Regions from separate parts of the Mus musculus genome. Here all the other regions are linked to region 1. Evidence: chromatin contacts called from public HiChIP or PLAC-seq, capture Hi-C and promoter capture Hi-C data. All regions are on one chromosome and are shown on one strand. Each heading gives the region's core, a stretch centred on a gene start, on an enhancer-like site or on the middle of the called end of the contact. The rest is flanking DNA. Distances are from core to core; before and after follow the strand shown.

The links. Promoter capture Hi-C pulls out the DNA fragments that hold promoters and counts their contacts. HiChIP or PLAC-seq counts read pairs in DNA pulled down with a chosen protein or histone mark. Capture Hi-C pulls out chosen DNA fragments and counts their contacts.
Region 2: a contact with region 1 is called in a capture Hi-C map of macrophages, with 3 times the contacts expected there. The contact joins the promoter of Foxj2 here to the promoter of Clec4n in region 1. A contact is called at or near these places in 4 of 39 promoter capture datasets (the HPC-7 cell line, macrophages and neutrophils), 2 of 115 datasets of contacts at active chromatin or transcription factors (the 230-238 cell line and bone marrow-derived macrophages) and 2 of 9 other capture datasets (liver and macrophages).
Region 3: a capture Hi-C map of bone marrow-derived macrophages shows a contact between it and region 1, with 7 times the contacts expected there. The contact joins the promoter of C3ar1 here to the promoter of Clec4n in region 1. A contact is called at or near these places in 2 of 39 promoter capture datasets (macrophages and neural stem cells), 1 of 115 datasets of contacts at active chromatin or transcription factors (bone marrow-derived macrophages) and 3 of 9 other capture datasets (bone marrow-derived macrophages, macrophages and pancreatic islet).
Region 4: a capture Hi-C map of macrophages shows a contact between it and region 1, with 10 times the contacts expected there. The contact joins the promoter of Necap1 here to the promoter of Clec4n in region 1. A contact is called at or near these places in 1 of 39 promoter capture datasets (macrophages), 1 of 484 Hi-C or Micro-C datasets (bone marrow-derived macrophages), 5 of 115 datasets of contacts at active chromatin or transcription factors (the HPC-7 cell line, bone marrow-derived macrophages, embryonic stem cells and 2 more) and 3 of 9 other capture datasets (bone marrow-derived macrophages, liver and macrophages).
Region 5: an H3K4me3 HiChIP or PLAC-seq map of bone marrow-derived macrophages shows a contact between it and region 1, with 5 times the contacts expected there. The contact joins the enhancer-like site here to the promoter of Clec4n in region 1. A contact is called at or near these places in 2 of 39 promoter capture datasets (embryonic stem cells and macrophages), 1 of 15 datasets of contacts at CTCF or cohesin (large pre-B cells), 7 of 484 Hi-C or Micro-C datasets (LSK cells, bone marrow-derived macrophages, embryonic stem cells and 2 more), 3 of 115 datasets of contacts at active chromatin or transcription factors (bone marrow-derived dendritic cells, bone marrow-derived macrophages and embryonic stem cells) and 2 of 9 other capture datasets (embryonic stem cells and macrophages).
Region 6: a capture Hi-C map of macrophages shows a contact between it and region 1, with 6 times the contacts expected there. The contact joins the promoter of Clec4a1 here to the promoter of Clec4n in region 1. A contact is called at or near these places in 10 of 39 promoter capture datasets (the C10 cell line, cranial neural crest, embryonic stem cells and 6 more), 3 of 115 datasets of contacts at active chromatin or transcription factors (bone marrow-derived dendritic cells and embryonic stem cells) and 5 of 9 other capture datasets (adipose tissue, bone marrow-derived macrophages, embryonic stem cells and 2 more).
Region 7: a contact with region 1 is called in a promoter capture Hi-C map of macrophages, with 8 read pairs. The contact joins the promoter of Clec4a3 here to the promoter of Clec4n in region 1. A contact is called at or near these places in 11 of 39 promoter capture datasets (embryonic stem cells, hippocampal neurons, liver and 4 more), 2 of 115 datasets of contacts at active chromatin or transcription factors (bone marrow-derived dendritic cells and bone marrow-derived macrophages) and 2 of 9 other capture datasets (adipose tissue and liver).

What each region holds. Positions count from the first base shown.
Region 1 is chr6:123,228,530-123,231,180 of GRCm38.p6, forward strand. It overlaps Clec4n (C-type lectin domain family 4, member n), which reads left to right and starts at 1,314. Exons shown (of 6, transcript NM_020001.2): 1 at 1,314-1,514; 2 at 1,975-2,064. The coding sequence starts at 1,490.
Region 2 is chr6:122,818,857-122,821,507 of GRCm38.p6, forward strand. Foxj2 (forkhead box J2) reads left to right here and starts at 1,328. Exons shown (of 11, transcript NM_021899.3): 1 at 1,328-2,114.
Region 3 is chr6:122,854,856-122,857,506 of GRCm38.p6, forward strand. It overlaps C3ar1 (complement component 3a receptor 1), which reads right to left and starts at 1,302. Exons shown (of 2, transcript NM_009779.2): 1 at 1,129-1,302.
Region 4 is chr6:122,873,216-122,875,866 of GRCm38.p6, forward strand. Necap1 (NECAP endocytosis associated 1) reads left to right here and starts at 1,342. Exons shown (of 8, transcript NM_026267.3): 1 at 1,342-1,448. The coding sequence starts at 1,354.
Region 5 is chr6:122,891,292-122,893,942 of GRCm38.p6, forward strand. No RefSeq gene overlaps it. Among named protein-coding and RNA genes, the nearest start is that of Necap1, 18 kb to the left of the region's middle. Within about 2 kb of position 1,335, at least 6 of the 459 cell types and tissues checked have an H3K27ac peak or open chromatin away from gene starts, as enhancers often do. A contact at or near this core is called in bone marrow-derived macrophages, where this site is marked.
Region 6 is chr6:122,920,515-122,923,165 of GRCm38.p6, forward strand. Clec4a1 (C-type lectin domain family 4, member a1) reads left to right here and starts at 1,334. Exons shown (of 6, transcript NM_199311.2): 1 at 1,334-1,565. The coding sequence starts at 1,460.
Region 7 is chr6:122,951,355-122,954,005 of GRCm38.p6, forward strand. It overlaps Clec4a3 (C-type lectin domain family 4, member a3), which reads left to right and starts at 1,290. Exons shown (of 6, transcript NM_153197.4): 1 at 1,290-1,595. The coding sequence starts at 1,514.

The sequences.
Region 1 (2,651 bases), core at 64-2,563:
AACTCCTGCCAGAGGAGTGGGCTCCTCTTTACTCTCCAATCAAATGACAAGTGAGGCCCCACATGAAAACGGTCCATAAACCAATCAATCAGTTTGTTTCAAGTATCACAATTAGAGATCATACAAAAATAAGGGAAAGGAATATATGGATATATAGGCAAAAATAGGTTCAAGAAAAAAATTAGTTGAGCACACAGCATTAGAAGTGAACCAAACATAGACTCATGGATGAAATCCTGTGGACGGTTACTGAGATCAGTCCCTTCCAAGATAGGAATGAAAAAAGTCCAGAGTGCTCTCAAATCATCAGTGCTGAAGAGAAGGACTCATTTGTTTCAGTAGAGTCTCCACACCTACAGTTGAGAGGGAACTGTAGAGTCAAGATGTGTCACATGCCGGGCAATGGTGGCGCATTCCTTTAATCTCAACACTTGGGAGGCAGAGGCAGGTGGATTTCTGAGTTTGAGGACAGCCTCATCTACAGAGTGTATTCCAGGACAGCCAGGGCTATAGAGAGAAACCCTGTCTTGAAAAACCAAAAAAAAAAAAAAAAAAAAAAAAGAAAAGAAAAGAAAAAAAAGTGTCACACGTGGCAATCTGAATACACAGGTCAAATCTGAATACACAGGGCACACACACCTAAAAAGTCTAGATACCATGAGTCTCATTTGCATATTGACCTACAGTCATCAATGTGATTGCTTATGTGTTGTCAAGATGATAGAGCAGTTATTTACCTTAGTTACAGCTTGTGTGAAAAGAGGAATGTCAAAATGGAGTTAGTACCTTCAAAATGTAGTCACAATAATCATAATTAAAATACCTGCTTGATTCCATTCCAAAAAGTCACAATATAGCAAAATGTACACCACAACACCCTTGTATGTCACAATACCACTTCTGACTAATACTCACATGTCTTGCTTTAATGTATGTATGTATGTATGTATGTATGTATGTATGTATGTATGTATGTATGCATGCACATGTGTACACATGTGTGAAGGGGTGAGGACTTCTAGATATCCAACCCAGGACAAGCAGCTAACCATTCAGCCATTCAGACTTATTGCTTCCTAGAATCCTGTTTGATATATGAGTTAAGCCTCATATCAACTGAATAATCCACATAATGTATTGTAAAGAACATTTAATGTAAATACAGTTTATAGACAAATTTATTTTGAGGTCGGAGATACTTCCACATTAGGAACTGAGAAAGTAATGAGAACATTCTTGACAGAGTTTTTAGGAACAAATTTAGGTATGTTTCTCAATTTCCTCTTTCCCATGTCTTTAAATCAGTGGAGAGCAGTGCAGACTCTCTGACTTCTGGGTTTGCAGCATTGGCCCGCTCTGTGGCATTTAACTCAAGTGTGTGTGGAAGTTGATTCTGAACTCTGGCCTCTTTGACAGAAGCCAGGTCCCTGAGTCGTATTTTGGAGACAGATGCAAGAAACCCCTGACCTTCTGAACATACACCTCAACAATGGTGCAGGAAAGACAATCCCAAGGTGAGGTGAGAATTCCTGTCTCAGTCAAAGGAGACAATAGGAATACGTACTGTGATGAGGATCTACCTGGGACAAGTGGCAGGCTGAAGTGGTGAAGTAGATCAAGACAGCAGAGTCCCAGGGATGTGTCAGAAGTATAATATCTCAGAGCCAGAAGCCCTCAAAACAACAAGAAACCAAATTATTGAAGGGGGTGTGAAATGTGACAACAAGAAGAAAGTATAAGGTCATGGAAATTGCAGGTGCCTGAGGGTGAAATATTTCTAGATTGTGAGTGTGTGTGTGTGTGTGTGTGTGTGTGTGTGTGTGTGTGTGCTTAAGAGCTGACTTGGTCATATTATAGGGCTGTGACAGCTTTTTCCTACTTTAAGTTCATAATTATTCTGAGCATTTTGTCTGGTTATTAACTGATCTAAGGTTTTTGGTCCTGTGGTGAGTACATCTGATTGCTATCTGACAGGGAAGGGAGTCTGCTGGACCCTGAGACTCTGGTCAGCTGCTGTGATTTCCATGTTACTCTTGAGTACCTGTTTCATTGCGAGCTGTGTGGGTAAGTTCTTCATTGACTGGTGTCTCTTTTGGGGCACTGTCTAGTCTCTGTTCCACAGAGACTCCAAGGGACACTTTTGTTTTGTTTTGGCTTTTCAAGACAGAGTTTTTCTGTGTAACAAGCCTTGGCTGTCCTGGAATTCTCTCCATAGATCAGGATGGCCCTGAACTCAAAGAGATCCTCCTACCTCTGCCTCTTAAGTGCTGGGATTGAAGGCATATGCTACCACCAGCCTGGAGTTGTTATTTTAATCCCATTATCTGGTCTGACTTCACAGGTAATGCCATGTTTTTCTTGACTTCTCTTCTTTGTTCCTTTTCTTTTTTTTCCCCCATCTTTTGACTAATGAGATATGTAAGGTTTCTTCACCAGCTTTGTTAGCTCATACTATTTACAACCATTGTCTGTGACAGTGCCTTCCAGCACTGGGTTCACCAGTAATCACAGTCTCTTCTCACATCTCTATATTGGGAGTGCAAGTCCAGTTGATTTCATAATGTCGACAGCTTAGAGTCTGATTTATATGGGATTTTCCTTTCTCAATAGAAGAGTAAAAAGTCACCAAATGAGATAGTGATGATTGAGGA
Region 2 (2,651 bases), core at 78-2,577, 410 kb before region 1:
GATAACACACGGAGAGTGTGAAGCCTTAATGCAGACGTTGTATGTGTAATGTGGTTATATGTACAAGAATGTAAGTAAATGGCAGTAGGCATATATTTAGCCAGAAGACAAATGACATCTCTTTCTACAGGGAGTCATCAAACTGTCATCTTTTTGAGCAATTCAAATATCAAGTGAACAATTTCTTTTGTCTTATCATTTTATAATAGAACACAATTGGAGAAAAGTAAGCCAGAGGGTGATATACCTAAGAGTTTGTACTGGAATAGCATGACTGGGGAGGTAAGAGATGGGCTAACCTGGTTCTATTTCCTGTCCCAGGATGGAGATTATTCTGTAAGAAGTAGAGGGATGTGCTGAGAGCCCATTCTATCTCCCTGTGGCACTCAGGATAACATAGTCTATAGAAATGTCACTTGACTTTAGCACAAAGGTAAAAAAAAATGACATTTTATAAGGGAAATGAATAATCATGCTTTGAACCCTTTGTGTACTAGACCATTTTAAAAAGCAACTCGTAAATCATTTCCTTTGGTGACTGCGACATCCATATTAGTAGGCAGGCCAGAGTATCATAGTCCCTTCTTCACAGGCTATGCTTCCAGAAACTAGGGCCTTGCACAAGTTTGCAGAGCCGAAACTAACACAAGACCCCATTTCCCGATGCTCATTTCTCTATAACAGACTCATTTATCTTTTTATACATCCTCGATCCAATCTTTCACTGACCTCCAGGATAAGAGTAAACTTTAACTTCACGCCCGGCCCTATAACCCTTTATAAGCTGTCTGGAAGAGAAAGAGAGGAGCCATCAAATGCGTTTCTGAGAAAACTGGGAATACTTGTCTTAGGCGTAGACCACAGCACAATGAGAGGTGTGTGTGGCCCTTAGCGTGGACGCTGGCATCGCCAGTGCCCGGGACGGAGGGTCGGCGACCCGTGGGCTGCGGGGCTCCGCGCTCCTCCTTAACCCGCGCCGGGAGGCGGCGGCCGCGGCGGCGGGAGGGGGAGGGGCGCGGAGCGCGGCGCCGAGGCCGGGGAGGAGCCGGGGCCTGCAGCGGAGCTGAGCCGAGCCCGAGCCGAGCCCCGACGCGCTCCGTCCGCCTGCCGGCTCCTGGCTGCCCCGACCGGTCGGAGCCTCAGAGGTGGCAGCGCGGGGAGCCCCACGCTCCGGGAAGCGCGGCGGACGGGGGACGTGACCCGGGAGGCGCTGCCGCCCGGCAGCGGGTGACGGGAGCCCGGACCGCGGCCTCCGGGACCCTGCTGTCCAGGCCGGCCGGCCAGGCGGGCGGGAGCCGGAGTGCGAGGACCCCACCCTCGGGACACCCTGTGCCGGGACCTGCTCCCTCTCCCTTGGGAGGGAGGACCCTCCCTACTCCCCGGACAGCCAGAAGAGATCGCCGCAGGGCACGCGGCTGTCCCTCCCACGGTGGCTCCAGCGGAGACCCCCAGAAGTCGGGAAGGGTAGTGAGACCTGAAGGACCCGGAGTGAGACCTCCCTCACGCCTCAGCGCACTCCAGACAGTTTGGGACTTTTGAGGCAGAGAGAAAGGGAGCCATGCCTGTGGAGTAGGCACCCCGCATCCCACCCGGGACTCACCGCGGAGAGGCGTCCTGATACGCACAAGCCAGGACCCTCCAGGGAACCGCCAGGAATTGGTTCCAGTTTGCTGGAGAGTAGAAGACCTCGCCCCTCAACTTCCGTGCACCTAGACAGTGGACCGGGGCAGAGCCCCTCCACTCAGATCTCCAACTGACAGAAAGAGCCCTCAGCCCCTGAAAGATCCAGTTTGGGGGGGGAGGGGGATTCCCCCAAAGGGGAGGAGACAACTCCTGGCTGGGAGAGGCTCCTCCCCTCCTCCCTAGGGTAGCAGGCAGGGGGTGGGGGGTGTGCCATCTTCCCCAGGTAGGTCCTCCCTCTCCCCCTCCTCCTCCTTCGACTCCTCTTCCTCAGGGGACTCAGTTCCCTGCTCCAGCCTGGGAGGCTCCGCCAGGCACTGGAAGAGTCACTGAGGATGCCACCTGTCACCTGCCTCTGAAGAGGGGAATCCCTGCAACCTCAAACTTCTGTACCAGGTGGTTTCCTCCAGCGGCGGGGGGAGCCTTGGAGACAGGTTAGTGCTTTCCGTTCTGTAGTCTTTAGACACCAGGAGGTGTGGGGAGCGGAAATGGTGGAGCTTAGGGTTCATTCGAAGGGAAGAAGAAAGACCCCTGGGAAATGTCTTCCGATGGAACTTTTGCACTGGAACCCACATGTTGCTTCAGAGACTCTGAGAAATGGCCTTTTAAGATTTTGGAGTCCAAAGGGTTGGGTCATTTGCAGCCCCTAGAGAAGTTGATGCTTTGGACTGAGAACAGACAACAGGTGCGTTTTCAGGACGCCATGGTGTTAGTAACTCAGGACACAGCACAGTCAGAATCCCACAGCACTGTCCATCTTTGGGTCTTGTCCTCTGGTGACTGGACCTGCAGTAAATGACCTGCAGTCGTGGGGGCATTTTATGGATTGTATTGTATCGTCCAGGGCATGCCTAAGTCAGTTTAATATTCAACAGACGTCTTCTTTCCAGTCTATTACAATGACTGCTTGCCTGACTGGCGACAGGTCCCCGCCCACTCTGTCTTGGATACCAGGAGGGAGGCCCCTTTTG
Region 3 (2,651 bases), core at 52-2,551, 370 kb before region 1:
AAACTGTGGTCTCGATAATAAAGTGGACATAGCGATTTAAAATAACAGAAGTTGAAAGGAAAACATTCCAATGTAAGAGCAACTGAGTTCCGTGCTGTGAGGAATAGTTTAAATATCACAAATGATCTTCCTTGAAAGCTCACACCCTAAAAGTCATCCAGGACAAGACCACATTACATTTCCCCAAGTTCTGAGCAACCCCCCCCCAAAACCAAACCAAACAAAAACCCTCTATGTTTAAGTTTTTTATAAAGATTTCAGGATTGAGTTGGCCAGAGTAATTAAAAAAAAACCTGAAACTAAAATGTATTTATGATGAGTAAAAATTAGATTTAAATATCAAATAATAATTATGGAATGATAGAACCAGCTATTTTGATAAGGAATAGCTCAAAGAACGGGAGAGTTACAGAGAGCAACAGAAGAAGAATCCACATATGGGCATATATATATGTGTGTGTGTGTGTGTGTGTGTGTGTGTATATATACATAAAAATAAATGTGTGTACATGTGATCAATGATTACAGAAGCAAAACTAAGGGAAGAAAACATGATCTATAATCTAGGGGAATAAATAACATAAATTCATTATTATTTTCAGAATGAAAATATTAAAAGCCAAGATAAATAGAATGTATAGTATTTACATAAAAATAAAAGTAGACATGGAGATAAGACAGGAGAAATAAAAATTTGGGAAAGTTGGGAGGCAGAGACAGGCGGATTTCTGAGTTCAAGGCCAGCCTGGTCTACAAAGTGAGTTCCAGGATAGTCAGGGCTACACAGAGAAACCCTGTCTCGAAAAACAAAAACAAAACAAAACAAAACAAAACAAAACAAAACAAAACAAAACAAAACAAAACAAAAGTTAGGGAAAGAACCAGATATGATTGTGTACAACTTTAATCGCAGGAGAAGGAGATATAGCTCTGTGAGTTTAAGGCTAGCCCAGTCTATGTAGTGAGTTCCCAACCATCCAAGGCTCTATGTAAGACTCTCAAAAAAAAAAAAAAAAAGTTTTAGGGAAAAGAATAGAAGGAAACAGAAGATAAGGAACTTGAAGCCATTGTACATAATCAGCAGGCTAAACCAAGCATGAACTATAAGGCTCATCTATGTTTTCTTACCAAGCACACTGAGATGGAATCCAAAGGCTCCAGGACTGATGATCTGCGAGCCACCAACAAATCCTGTCTGGTCCAGCCAAAATGAAGTAGTGAAGTGCATTGGACGAGTTGCTGAGCACTGACTTTTCCCTGGGTAAAGGGAACTCAGGATCATGACTGCTATCTGACTGCACAGGAAGGGCCTTTCCATGAGTCACCTCTTAAACTTAGCCGGCGTAGATAAGAAAAGCAGAAGGACAGAGGAGGGCGGGTGGAGGAGGCCGATCAGGACACAGATATTTCCTGCAGGAACCTGTCACCTTAGCTACGAGATGCTGAGATGCAGGCAGGCAGAAATTTGAGGCTTGTCTGTGCTACAGAGTGAGGTTTTATTTTTTTCCCTTTAAATTTGCTTTATTTTATCTTTATATCAGTATGTGTGTGCCATATATGGTTGCTCACAGAGGCCAAGAAAGGATGCTAGATTTCTTGGAACTGGAACCTAATGTGGGTGCTGGGATCTGTTTTTAACCTCCGAGCCATCTCTCCAGTCCCATAGAATGGGGTATTTAAAAGATCTATTGATTTTCTTTTATGTGTAGGAGTTCTTCCCCCCCCCCCCATTTGTGTGTACATATATTTGTGCCTGCTACCTATGGAGGCCAGAAAAGGGCATGGGGGGGGGGGTCCCTGGAATTGAAGTTATAGATTTGCCAGTCACTCATTTGGTGCTGGGAACTCAACTATTAAGCCATTTTTCCAGCCTCTACAGAGTGATTTTAAGACCAACTTGAGAAAGTTAGCAAGACCTTATCTCAAGACAAAAAAGTAATAAAAGATCTAGGGATATAGATTGTGGGTGAGCACTTGTCTGCTATGTCCTAGGTCTTGTGGTTAATCCCCAGGTCAGGAAAAAACTGTGTGTGTGTGTGTGTGACGACGGGAGATGGCTATGATCAAGTTAGGTTGAATGCATATGTACTTGTTAAAGAACAAATAACACATTTAAGAACAACAACAAAAAGATGGCTGAGTTGGGAGGTGTAGCATAAATTTTTTGCAACCTACTTTTAATTATAAGGTTCATTCTCTTCTCTAACCTACCACCCAGCAGAGAGAGTGGAAGAAAAGTTATTAGAATATGGTGGAAGTGGGCCTGTTCAGCAATAGTTCTTTGGGGGGGGGTGGGCGCAATCCCCGTCTTCTTTCTCAGCAGTTCAGTCCCATAGCAAACACCAAATACAACTCAGCAGTTGTAGACCAGTCCTATAGGCAGGCAGATGCCACACATGAGCTAGCAGCTTCAATCCAGTCCTCTCCACCAGCAGACACCGGGCATGAATGCCAACTGGTCTGAGGCAAGGCTGCTAAAGTGGCAAGCAGCTGCAGGAACCGAAGTCCTTGGGTGAGTTTCTCTCAATGGCTGCATTACCACGAGTTGAGCTCAACCACGCTATATAAGGTGAATGAAGAATGGGGAGACAGAGCAAACCAAACCAAGGCTCAGTGCTCATGCCCCACTGTCTGTGGAGTCATATTTACAT
Region 4 (2,651 bases), core at 92-2,591, 360 kb before region 1:
TGCCTAGTTCTCACAAAACCCTGGATGTGATCCAAAACACTGAAAAAAAGAAAAGAAAAGAGTGTGGTGACACATGCCTGTAATTCCAGTACTATGGTGGCAGGAGGATTACAAGTTCAAAGTCATTCTTTAGTACATAATGAGATGAGGGCCAGCCTGGACTACATTGAAACTCTGTCTCCAAATAAACAGACATGAACAAACAAAAAGCTAGTGGAACTGTTAAAGGCTACACCCACTTAATATTTGGAGAGTTCTGCTAAATGTCCCTTCAAAGCAGCGTTGGATCAATTTATAGTCCTGGCAACCGTAGCCAGTCTCTACATCCTTACCAGCCAATTAAAGTCTAATTCTTTTTTTTTTTTTTTTTTAAAGATTTATTTATTGGTTATATGTAAGTACACTGTAGCTGTCTTCAAACACTCCAGAAGAGGGAGTCAGATCTCGTTATGGATGGTTGTGAGCCACCATGTGGTTGCTGGGATTTGAACTCCAGACCTTTGGAAGAGCAGTCAGGTGCTCTTACCCACTGAGCCATCTCACCAACCCTAAAGTCTAATTCTTGTTGAACTGGCTTTGCTAGGCAAAGCAGACCAATCAGAAGTAAAAGTCAACCAGTCGATAGAATGCAATGAAAGAGGCTGCTACTGGTGTTTTGGGGGGGACAAGATAAGATCAGACTTGGTTTTGCCACTTGAAGTCAGTGCCATCTAAAACATTTCTAAGTTACACTGTTGTAAGCTTACATTTATTTGCGAGTGCACAAAGAACATATTTGTGGATAGAGCTGTTTAGTACTCATCGTGATGTGTAGCCAGCTGGGCTACTCATGCTGAGGGATGCTAGATAGCATTTAGCACTGTAATCAGTCATTTTAATATGGAGAAGTCACCAACAAAACCTACAAAATTGCAAAAAAACAAAACAACCCCATGGTAGCACTTAATAGATTATGCATTGGACACTTGCTTATGAGAACAGAATGAGAAAGCAGAGATTCATTTTGTCCAACCTCTGTTTTGTTTTCGTATATTCAGTGACTTTTTTTTTTTTTTTTTCTGGTTACCGTTTGAAGGTAGGTAAAAGAGAACTGAATTCTTATTTTTAATTTTTCGCTGGGGAAAGAGCCCAACCCGAGGCCTTGGCAGGCAAGTGCTCTACCACTGAGCCTGTCTTTGCCGTTACTCAAGATGGCGAGCCAGGCGCATCAGCGTTTCCAGATTGTAACAGGTTTTGCGCCGCCTAGAGGTTAACCTCGAAGCTGTACCCGAGCGGAAGTGACGCGAAGGAAGCCGTCGGCGTCTCAGCCCGCCCCCACCCGTGCCCCGCCCCCGCGGCGCTAGCGGAGCCAAGATGGCGGCAGAGCTGGAATATGAGTCCGTGCTGTGTGTGAAGCCCGACGTCAGCGTCTACCGGATTCCGCCGCGGGCCTCCAACCGCGGTTACAGGTACCCAGGGGGATTTGCAGCCGGCGCCCGCCGGGGTGACGGTTGTGTCCTTGGGCAGCAGCCATCGGCTCGAGCCGCTGCCGCCGTAGTTAGCCTGCCACCCGGGCTGCCGGCGGCTCCGTCTACTTTTCTGTTTTGCTGGAACTCTGATTTTGTTTTCTTTTCTTCCTGCCGTCATGCGTCTTTCCACCTCTCCTCCCCATCCCTCCCCCTGAGACATCGTCTGCTCCTCGTCATCCGCAATCCATTCATGCCTGCTCCATCTGTTACTCTTGCTGCGACCTTTGGCTTGTAATCCTCCACGCGCGCGTCCGCACACGCACACGGCACGCTCCCCCCCCTCCCCCCGCGCTTCTGATCCCGCCTGACACTTGTCCGGAATGGTAGTTTTGCTGTCCACTGTTTAGATGATCTATTTTAATTGATACTGTTGTCATTCTCGCCAAGTGTCATCATCCTTTAGTTTTTTTTTTTTTTTGGGGGGGGGGGGCGCAGTAGGCACACGTTAAGATCTTGTATTCCAGTGATGAGCTATTGCGTGTTTTCATTTTGTTTGTGTGTGTGTACCCCTCCCCCCCACACATTGATTATGTAGGGATTTCTGCCTTCCTATCAATCCAGTCACCTCTCTTAGAGCTTTCCCAGAGTCAGTGCAGCATTTTTTTTTTTTTTTTTTTTTTTTTTCCTCTTGTAAGGCCTGACAACCTTGTAATCCAGTGATTGAGGTTTTGGGCTGTTGTAGGATGTTAAGGAGTTCAAAGAGAATTCGCTGGGATTTGTGTTGAAAACTCTTTAGGTCTGAGCCCTCGACACTAAATAGCTGTGTAATTTATGAGCCAATCAATGTTTTTCTTCCCCAGGCCTTAAGGGTTCTCATTTGTAAAACAGGAGAAGTAGCGTGAGAAGACTGTGCACGTCTTGTGTACCTCACAGGTTTTTATTTGTTTTAGAGGTATGTGTATGGGTGTTTTGTCTGTCTGTATGAGTGGGTATGCCTTGTGCTCACAGAGGTCAGAGTGATGTTGTGAGACATCAGATCTCCAGGAACTGGAGTCACTGATGTTGGTGAACCATCATCTGGGTGCTGGCAACTGAACCCCTGTCTTCTGCAGGAGCAACAAGTGTTCTTAACTACTGAGCCATTTCCCCAACCCCTTCACAGGTTTTTTTTTGAGAGTTAAATAAAAGAGTATAGGGTAACTA
Region 5 (2,651 bases), core at 85-2,584, 340 kb before region 1:
TAAAGGCAGTGGGCACTCTTAGCTGCTGAGCTATCTTTCCAGCCGTTAAAAAAAAAAAACAACTTTGACTAAAATAATATTCTTTTTGACATGTGATGTATGCCTCTGTGTTGGGAGCATTCATCGAAGACTACTCACTTAAGACATGGGTTTAAGCCAACAGAAAGTCTTTTATTAGCCAGCTGGTAACTACACTGGATGTTCAGAATAAGAACACATTCTGGGTTGACATACTACAGTTACCACGAACAGCTAGCCAGAAATGGAACTACAGGAGCCGAAAAGCGAGGTTAGTACATCTAGAGACTTTCCCAGAACTATGGACTTTGAAGGATTCGGTCTTTGTTTTTATTTTGGCAGGTGGTGCTGCCCGTGTGCTGGGTTCCAAGGCCTGAATGGTGCTTCCATCATGGAGTCAGTTGTGCTAAGGTCTGAGGGCCTGTTGTTACATGTGTGTGTGTGTGTGCTTGTGTATGAGAGCACAGAGGCCAAAGGAAGATTTGGGGTACCCTGCTCTGCCACACTCAGGCTTATTCCCTTGAGACAGGGTCTGTCAGTGAACGTGGGGCATGAACATGAGCAGTCCCAACCATCCTCTGTCTCCTTTCTCCTCCATGCTGCGGATGTAGGTGAGTGCCTTGCTTTTCTCCGTGGATGTTGGTGATCCACATTCATGCTGTACAGCCGGTGCTCTGACCTACTGAGCCATGTCCCCGGCCCTGAGATGACAAGATTGGAGAGAAGAGGGTGATGTTTATTTACTTTGTTGCTTTTGTTTGTTAGTTTGTTTTTGAGACAGGGTCTCTATAAATAGTCTTGGCTGTTGTGAAACTCACTATGTAGACCAAGCTGACCTCAAATTCGTAAAAGTTTGAGGATTAAAGCCTGGGATTAAAGGTTTGTTCCACCATGTCCTGCTACTTGTTGCTTGAAGCCTGGGATCTATATAGGCTTGTGTGCCTTCCCCTCCCTCCCTCCCTCCCTCCCTCCCTCATTCCCTCTCTTTCTCCTCCCTTTCCTAATTTCCTTTTAAAAGATACAAGATGAGGACAGAACATAATTATAAAACTGGAGTGAGCTTGTTTTGTTTGCATTTGAGCCAGAAGTAAAATGACTGTCCATTGTGAGCTCATGTTTTGTCTCATTCATCTAATAACAATATCACATTCTCAGAGGTGTTGTAAAAAAGACATACTACTTAGTGTTTTTTGTTTGCTTTTTAGTTTTTTTTTTTTTTTTCTTGTATTTTCTGATGCTATGCTATAGCCAGAAAGAGAAGTCATAGCAACACTTCTTATGGATGTTACATCTGGCCGTGCCTGTCACTGTGTGACCACTAGAGGGGGCCATCTCCCTAGCAATTGGTCTCTAGCATTCGGGACAATTGTAGGACTTGTTTCTTAGACTTGCTAATGAAGGGGACTCCAGAAAGAAAGACACAAAGATCATCTGAGGTCTTTTTTGTTTGTTTATTAGTTTGTTTGTGAGTGTGTGTGTGTTTTAAGACAGAATATCTCTACATAGCACTGGCTATCCTGGTACTCACTATGTAGACTAGGCTGGCTCTGAACTCACACTGATTAGCCTGCTTCTGCCCTTAAGTGTGCCACCACCACCAAGCTTGTTCTGTTTTGTTTTGTTTTTAGAGACAGGGTTTCTTTTTGCAGCCCTGGCTGTCCTGGAACTCAATCTGTAGAGCAGGCTGGCCTTGATTTACCTGCCAGGTGTACACCACCACACTTGGCTGCCTGGGGCCATTTACCCAGAGTTAGAGCTTTTACCCAAGCCAGAGTTTGCTGGGAGTGTAGAAGTAACAGATGCCTAATCAGATTGAAAATAAGGACCAGAATGGCAGTTTCAGACTTTATTCCTTAAGTAAACATTTGATGGGGGATATGCTTACTAATGACCTGTCACAGATCATGTGTAGTAGATTGTTAGTGGCCAGGATCATGGATTTGGGATGAGCTATTATAGCCTTTATATAAAAATTTTCCTGTCACTGGCTTCCAGACAAATTATTCAAGTTTGTTTCAGCTCCCTGGTAGGCAAAATGAGGGCCCTAGGACGTGATAGAGTTGCTGTGACTGTAAAGTGACGACTAGTCAAAGAGACTGTGATTAGTTTCTGTAGGTCTCTCCACCAACTGAAATAACTGAAGTGCACGGATGAGGATCTGGAATGTGAAGGCTCCACATAAGTGCGCACCTCTGCTACTAACCCTGCCGCCCACTCCTGCCCCCATGCGTGCACCTAGCGTTGACCATGTGTGGTCTTATCCAGGCTAGGAAATGGATGGTGAGTGTTAGGGCATGGCACTGTCCTATACCTGAGATAGGTACCCTCTAGGGTGTGGAGTGGAGGAGCCATTAAGTAAGGTAGAAATGGAGAGTAGACGACGCTGGGGAGAGAGAGCGAGCATAGGACAAGCATGGGGAGACTGAGTCAACCGTGAGGCCCACACTCTTGGTTCTGTGATTCCAAGTAGCCTCCTCTGTAGCCTTTGTATTATATATAATGCCCTTCAGAGAGTCAGAAACCCCAAACCAAGTGCAGCCCTGCTGTCTCTCTCTTGGGTCATTAGACCCTTGGCTCTGCATTAGCTCTGTTTTATATCTCAGAGAGAGATGTATCACGGAGCCTCTAAGGCG
Region 6 (2,651 bases), core at 84-2,583, 310 kb before region 1:
GTTCTTTTTCTCTGGAGAAATTCTACATATTGGCACCAGGTACCTGCACAGGCCCCTTGTGTCTCACCATCCATCACTGCCTTCTTGGGTGGCTGCTGGTGAGTTCTCCTGGGGCTGGGCCTCCCTTGGATTGGTGGATGGTTCATTGGTTTATTCTGAGCTAGTTATGTGGATATCTTTTAAACTATTTCACAGCACTCAGTTTAAATGACCTAATGTTTGTTTCTGATCCTTCAGCTATTTTAAGAATGCTGCTGATTTCCTAGCATTTGGCCTTTTTCTCCTCAGGTATCTAATTTTTCTGTGGCTTCTCTTGTCAATTGCAACTTTGCCACATTACTGAAGGAGGGCCTGCTCCTTGCAGCCCACAGCGTCTCGATGCTGTGGTATGTGCGTTGCAGGCATGTATGTGATTGTGTGCGCATCCATGCTTCACAGCCAAGCTTGACAAAGCATATCCTCCTATTCCTGAGTTGTGAAGAACTGTGTTGACTCCGTAGGTAAGACACATAAGGTTTAATCTCCCAGTGCCTTGAGCTTCTCATGTTCCTGAGAAGATATAGAACAAACTTGAGACACTCGGGAGAAATGATCTCAGGGTCTGTGTAGGGAGCATGCATACGGGGCAGTGTGTGTGTGTGCGCGCACACTCTAAAAAGCAGCACATAGCATGAGTGAAGATGGTAGATGACAGCCAGGCACAGTCTGCCAGCCTCCAGAGTCTCCCAGGGAATCTGGAGAAAGCAGAAGAACTGCTAGAAGAGGTGGGAACTCGACACAGCAGAAGACAAAGTCCAGAGCCATCCCAGGGCTTTGGCTTGGTTTTTAGGAGCTCCTCACTCCCAAGATGAAGGAACACAGGTTGCAGACTTTGGAAATCTGCCCTGTCTTACAGTGGTGCACATTCTGAAGAGCCAGAAAGATGCCAAGGTCAAGGACCCTCTTAGAATGGAGAGGTCAGAACTCGGCTGTTTGGCTAGAGTGAATGTTGTTTCTCCCTATAGGCAGCTTTAGCTCATGTTGGTTGCAGAAATCACGTTTGTGTGTGGAAATGCCCAAACTCTGCTGTGGAGTGCTGAGAGCACCGGTTTCAGGGGAAACTTCTCTAATGCCTGGTTCCTCTTTTTCCTTTCCTTGCCACTTTTCTTCCTCTTCCCTGTTCAGGCCACAGTGTCCACAGTGTTTGCATATCCATGACAAATGCGTTTGAAGCTTGCAATTCTGTTTTTTTTTTTTTTTTTTTTTTTTTCTGGTTGTGGGGATCAGCCCTCTGTGGCCCAGAGAGTTCCACCCTGTGGTTTTAAATTTTCATGCTGTACTCTCAGAGGTACTTGCCCATTAAGTGTCTCTGCACCTTATCCTGGATGCTGGATTAATCCTTACCATGTTTATTTCTCGTTTATATTAAGTGTATTAAGACTGACACAGGTTCTCTGAAGAAAGCAGGTCTCTTCTCAATATGGCATTACCAAACATTTATACTGACGTGAACTTCAAAAATCAACCTGTTTCCTCAGGCCTCATCTCAGACTCGTCTTCATGTACCGTCTCAGACTCGTCTTCAGGTAAACCTTCCTGCACCCCCAGAACAGTGAATCATTTTCTGGTGTTCTAAGCTAATGGTGAAATGAAAGAAGGTGTTTACGAACAAGGCCTGCGGGATGTTGGTGCTGGCTGTCTCAGAGGCTGTGGTGTGAGACAGGAGATAATTCAGCAGGTTCAACTGTCTGTCAAGTAGCTTTGAAAGGCTTTGCCTTGTACTGGGCAAAGAAATGAGTTCAGGATACTGTCTTTAGAGAAAGTTTGAGTTCTACTGCATGTTTTTTATGTATGTAAAACGATACTTTACCTGTGAAAATAATGTTATCTATTACTTTGTTTTCTGTTTACTTACCAGCATGTCATAACTTTCAGATATTGATATTTGGGGGATAGTTTTATCTTGAAGGGGAGTTTCAGTGTCCCTTTCTCCACCCATACTGGGGACAGGAAGCAGGGCCTCATCCTTGCTGAGTATAAGTTCTATTGCTAGAGTTACTAGGGTCTATACTATTTCTGAGAGAATTTTATTTAATTTTTAGCTAGCGTGTAAGCCAACCATTTGATTCATTTTGGCATTTTATACAGACATCACTATCCCTTGTGTACATCCCTAACCCTATCCCATTCTCTCTCCTTGCTCTCTTGATCATCCCTTCCTCTTTCTGAAATATTCCTCCCTTCTGCTTTCATGGCACATATCTATTTCTACACACATGTGCGCGCACGCACACACACACACACACACACATACACACACACACACACTCCTCACACAAATGCACACACACACGAATATACATGTGCACACATACATAAATGCATACTCACCCACACACCAACACACTCATATATCTCCACACAAATGCATACACACACACAGAAGCATACACACACACCAGCATACACAATACATGCATTCACACATACATGCACACATACCCACACCCACATAAACAAACACACATACACACCAGCACTCACACATACATACACAAATACATTCACACACACATACACACCACACATCTAAGTTCACCAAGTGTGAAAGCAGCTGTGACATTTGCCTCTTCCTCCCCACTACTCTCTTCTTCTTTCTCCCTTTCTTTTAT
Region 7 (2,651 bases), core at 40-2,539, 280 kb before region 1:
TTCAATTGCTCTGTGGCCTTGGCTCCAGAATGACGAAGCATCACTACAGTCATCCGTATGCAGATCCTAAGCACAAATAAACTGTGATTGAGAAATAAGTGCTTGCTGCTATAAGCCAGCTGGGTACGGGACTGTGGATGACACAGTGTAGTTAGCTCACAATGTGAATTTTTCCCCTAGGGAGATAGCGGCAATTTTAGAACTCACTTTTGCATAAGGAGCTTGAAGGATGGTCTCTGGGAGCGAGCAATTACAGGCGAGAGGGTATGTGTCCATGAATCACTGCGTCCCGGAACCTCGTACAGAGAACTACGAATTTTCTTGCCCTTCTTCTATCCTTTAAAAATGTGATTTTTCTCTTTGCTTACTAAATAATTCAATTTCAGTCAGGGCAGGTGTCCATAGTAGGATGCGATGATCTGACTGTGCAGAGGGCTGGCTTGATGGCAGAACTGAAGCCCTAAGCGGTGAGGGGAATATTGGCATGCTGATGAGAAAGCGCATGGCCTTGGGGGTGGGTCCACAAACCTGAGAGGTGAGGAGGGCAGCTGTGTCTGACAGCGGGCAGGTGAGGAGTCTGAACTCAAATAGGGTGAGGCAGGCACCCATGCTTGGGGCACTTCTCACAGGAAGTCAGAACCCCAAACGAGTGAGCAGAGGGTCCTCAAGGAGCAGCGTGGGATGATACCTTGGCATTTGGGAGGATGGGGACCGTGCATAGTTTTGGCTCCAAATCAGGCTGAGATTCCGAGACTAAACCGGATGGCTGGACCTTTCTCACAAACCAGGCATGGGTTTCAGGAGCTAGGCGAGGCACAGGATGTGACTGACAGTGGAGAATACAAGCTGGAAACTCAGCGACTTTCAAGATAAAGAGAGAATCCTTGCTAGGATGTGGAGGAAATGGCCTGTCAGAACCCAGGCAGGTTAAAGAGAGTGCCCATGCATAAGGCAGTGCTGGAACGGTTTCCAGAGACTGAGAAGGGTGAAGAGACTGTCCCTGCGTGGTGCCACAGTCTAGGGTGTGTACTAGGTGCCTTTGGGATGAAGAATGCTTCTGTCCGTGACAGGGACTTGAGTGTGGTGCTAGAGACTCAGGAAGACCCACTGGCAGCTCTTCAGAGATCACGAGTAGAACTTGGCACATGCTGGGTAAAGGAGGCCTGATTGCGGAGGGTGCCTCAGGGTGAGTGTCAGAATCTCAACTCCGTAGGGAGTTTGACTTCTCTAATGCCCTGGTTCCTCTTTTTCATTCCTTCCTGTTTTCTTCTCTCACCCACTGGGTTCTTGGTATAGCTGTAATTCTATGATTGGACGGAATGCATTTTCTGTCCGCGATACTCCCTTTGCAGGCCAGGGGAGTGCTGCAAGCTGAGGGCAGCTGTCTGTTACTGCCTCTCATTTCTAGCTGGTGTCAGGATTATTTGCTGTCACGTTTGTTTCTTGTTCAGGAGATATTTTAAAGACGGGATGACACACATCTTCTGAGGGCAGGGGAAACTTTCATCTCAACATGTTTTCAGAAAACATTTATGTTAACACGAACTTCAAAAATAAAGTTGACTCCTCAGACATCGACACAGACTCTTGGCCAGGTAAGAAAGCATTTTCTGCTGCTCCCAGTTAGTGATTCGGTAAAGGACAAAGACAGATGGTCTTAGATGCGGCTATGCCTGCAGGTCCCTGGAGCCTCAGCCAAGTGTGTTGCCTGTAGACAGACATGGAAGGTCATAGGATTGTACAGTGGAGAAGAGAAAGTGTTGTCTTTACTTTTACCATCTAGAGAAAAATAATACCATACGAGTATATTGTATCTTTTCTACATGTAGATACACATAAATATGTGTACCATATTGTTTCAAAAGTTAGGCTACTGTATAATAATTCCCCACTCTCTATTTGATAACATAGCATAGTTTGTTTGGTATCTAAGTGTTGCATAGCTTCTTTCACTCTTTTCATCCCAGTGATGGAGACTGAAAGCAGGACCTTACACATGGTTGGAAAGTATTGTAACTCTTTTAGAAGTGGTGACTAAAAATGTAGCGATTGTTACCATAAAGGTATACAAAGGTTTACAAATACTTCTTGACTATCACATTCTTTGCAGTTGGAAGTAAGACTTTAAAAGTATAAGATGAAATACTCTGCAGTCATTATAAAACTGATAAAGAAGACATGATGATATTAAAAAAAATGGTTGGATGTTTCACCCCATGTCTGTAGTAGCAAAACTCAGGAGGCTGAGACAGAGGATTGCTATAAGTTTGGGGCCAGCTTGGATTACATAATGAATTCAAGGTCTACCTTGGGAACATACCAAGACTCTGTCTCAGAAATAATACAAAAATTATAAAGGAAAAAATTCACGATTTAATGAAAAAAAAAAAGCCACAAATCAGTATTTATGATGTGCCAATTGCAGAAAATATGAATTTATGTGTGAAAGTTTTAAACGTGTTGGAAAATGAATATCAAATATTGGCGACAATTATCCTCAATGTTAAGAATGAATTATTCTATATTTTGGAATGTTTCTAAAATTAACATGATTGTTTCATATTTACATTCTCTTATTATTTCAAACATCACATTATTAGTGTTTATCAGGCACAGCAACAGAATAGGAAAAAGAAGAGGAAATAACAGAA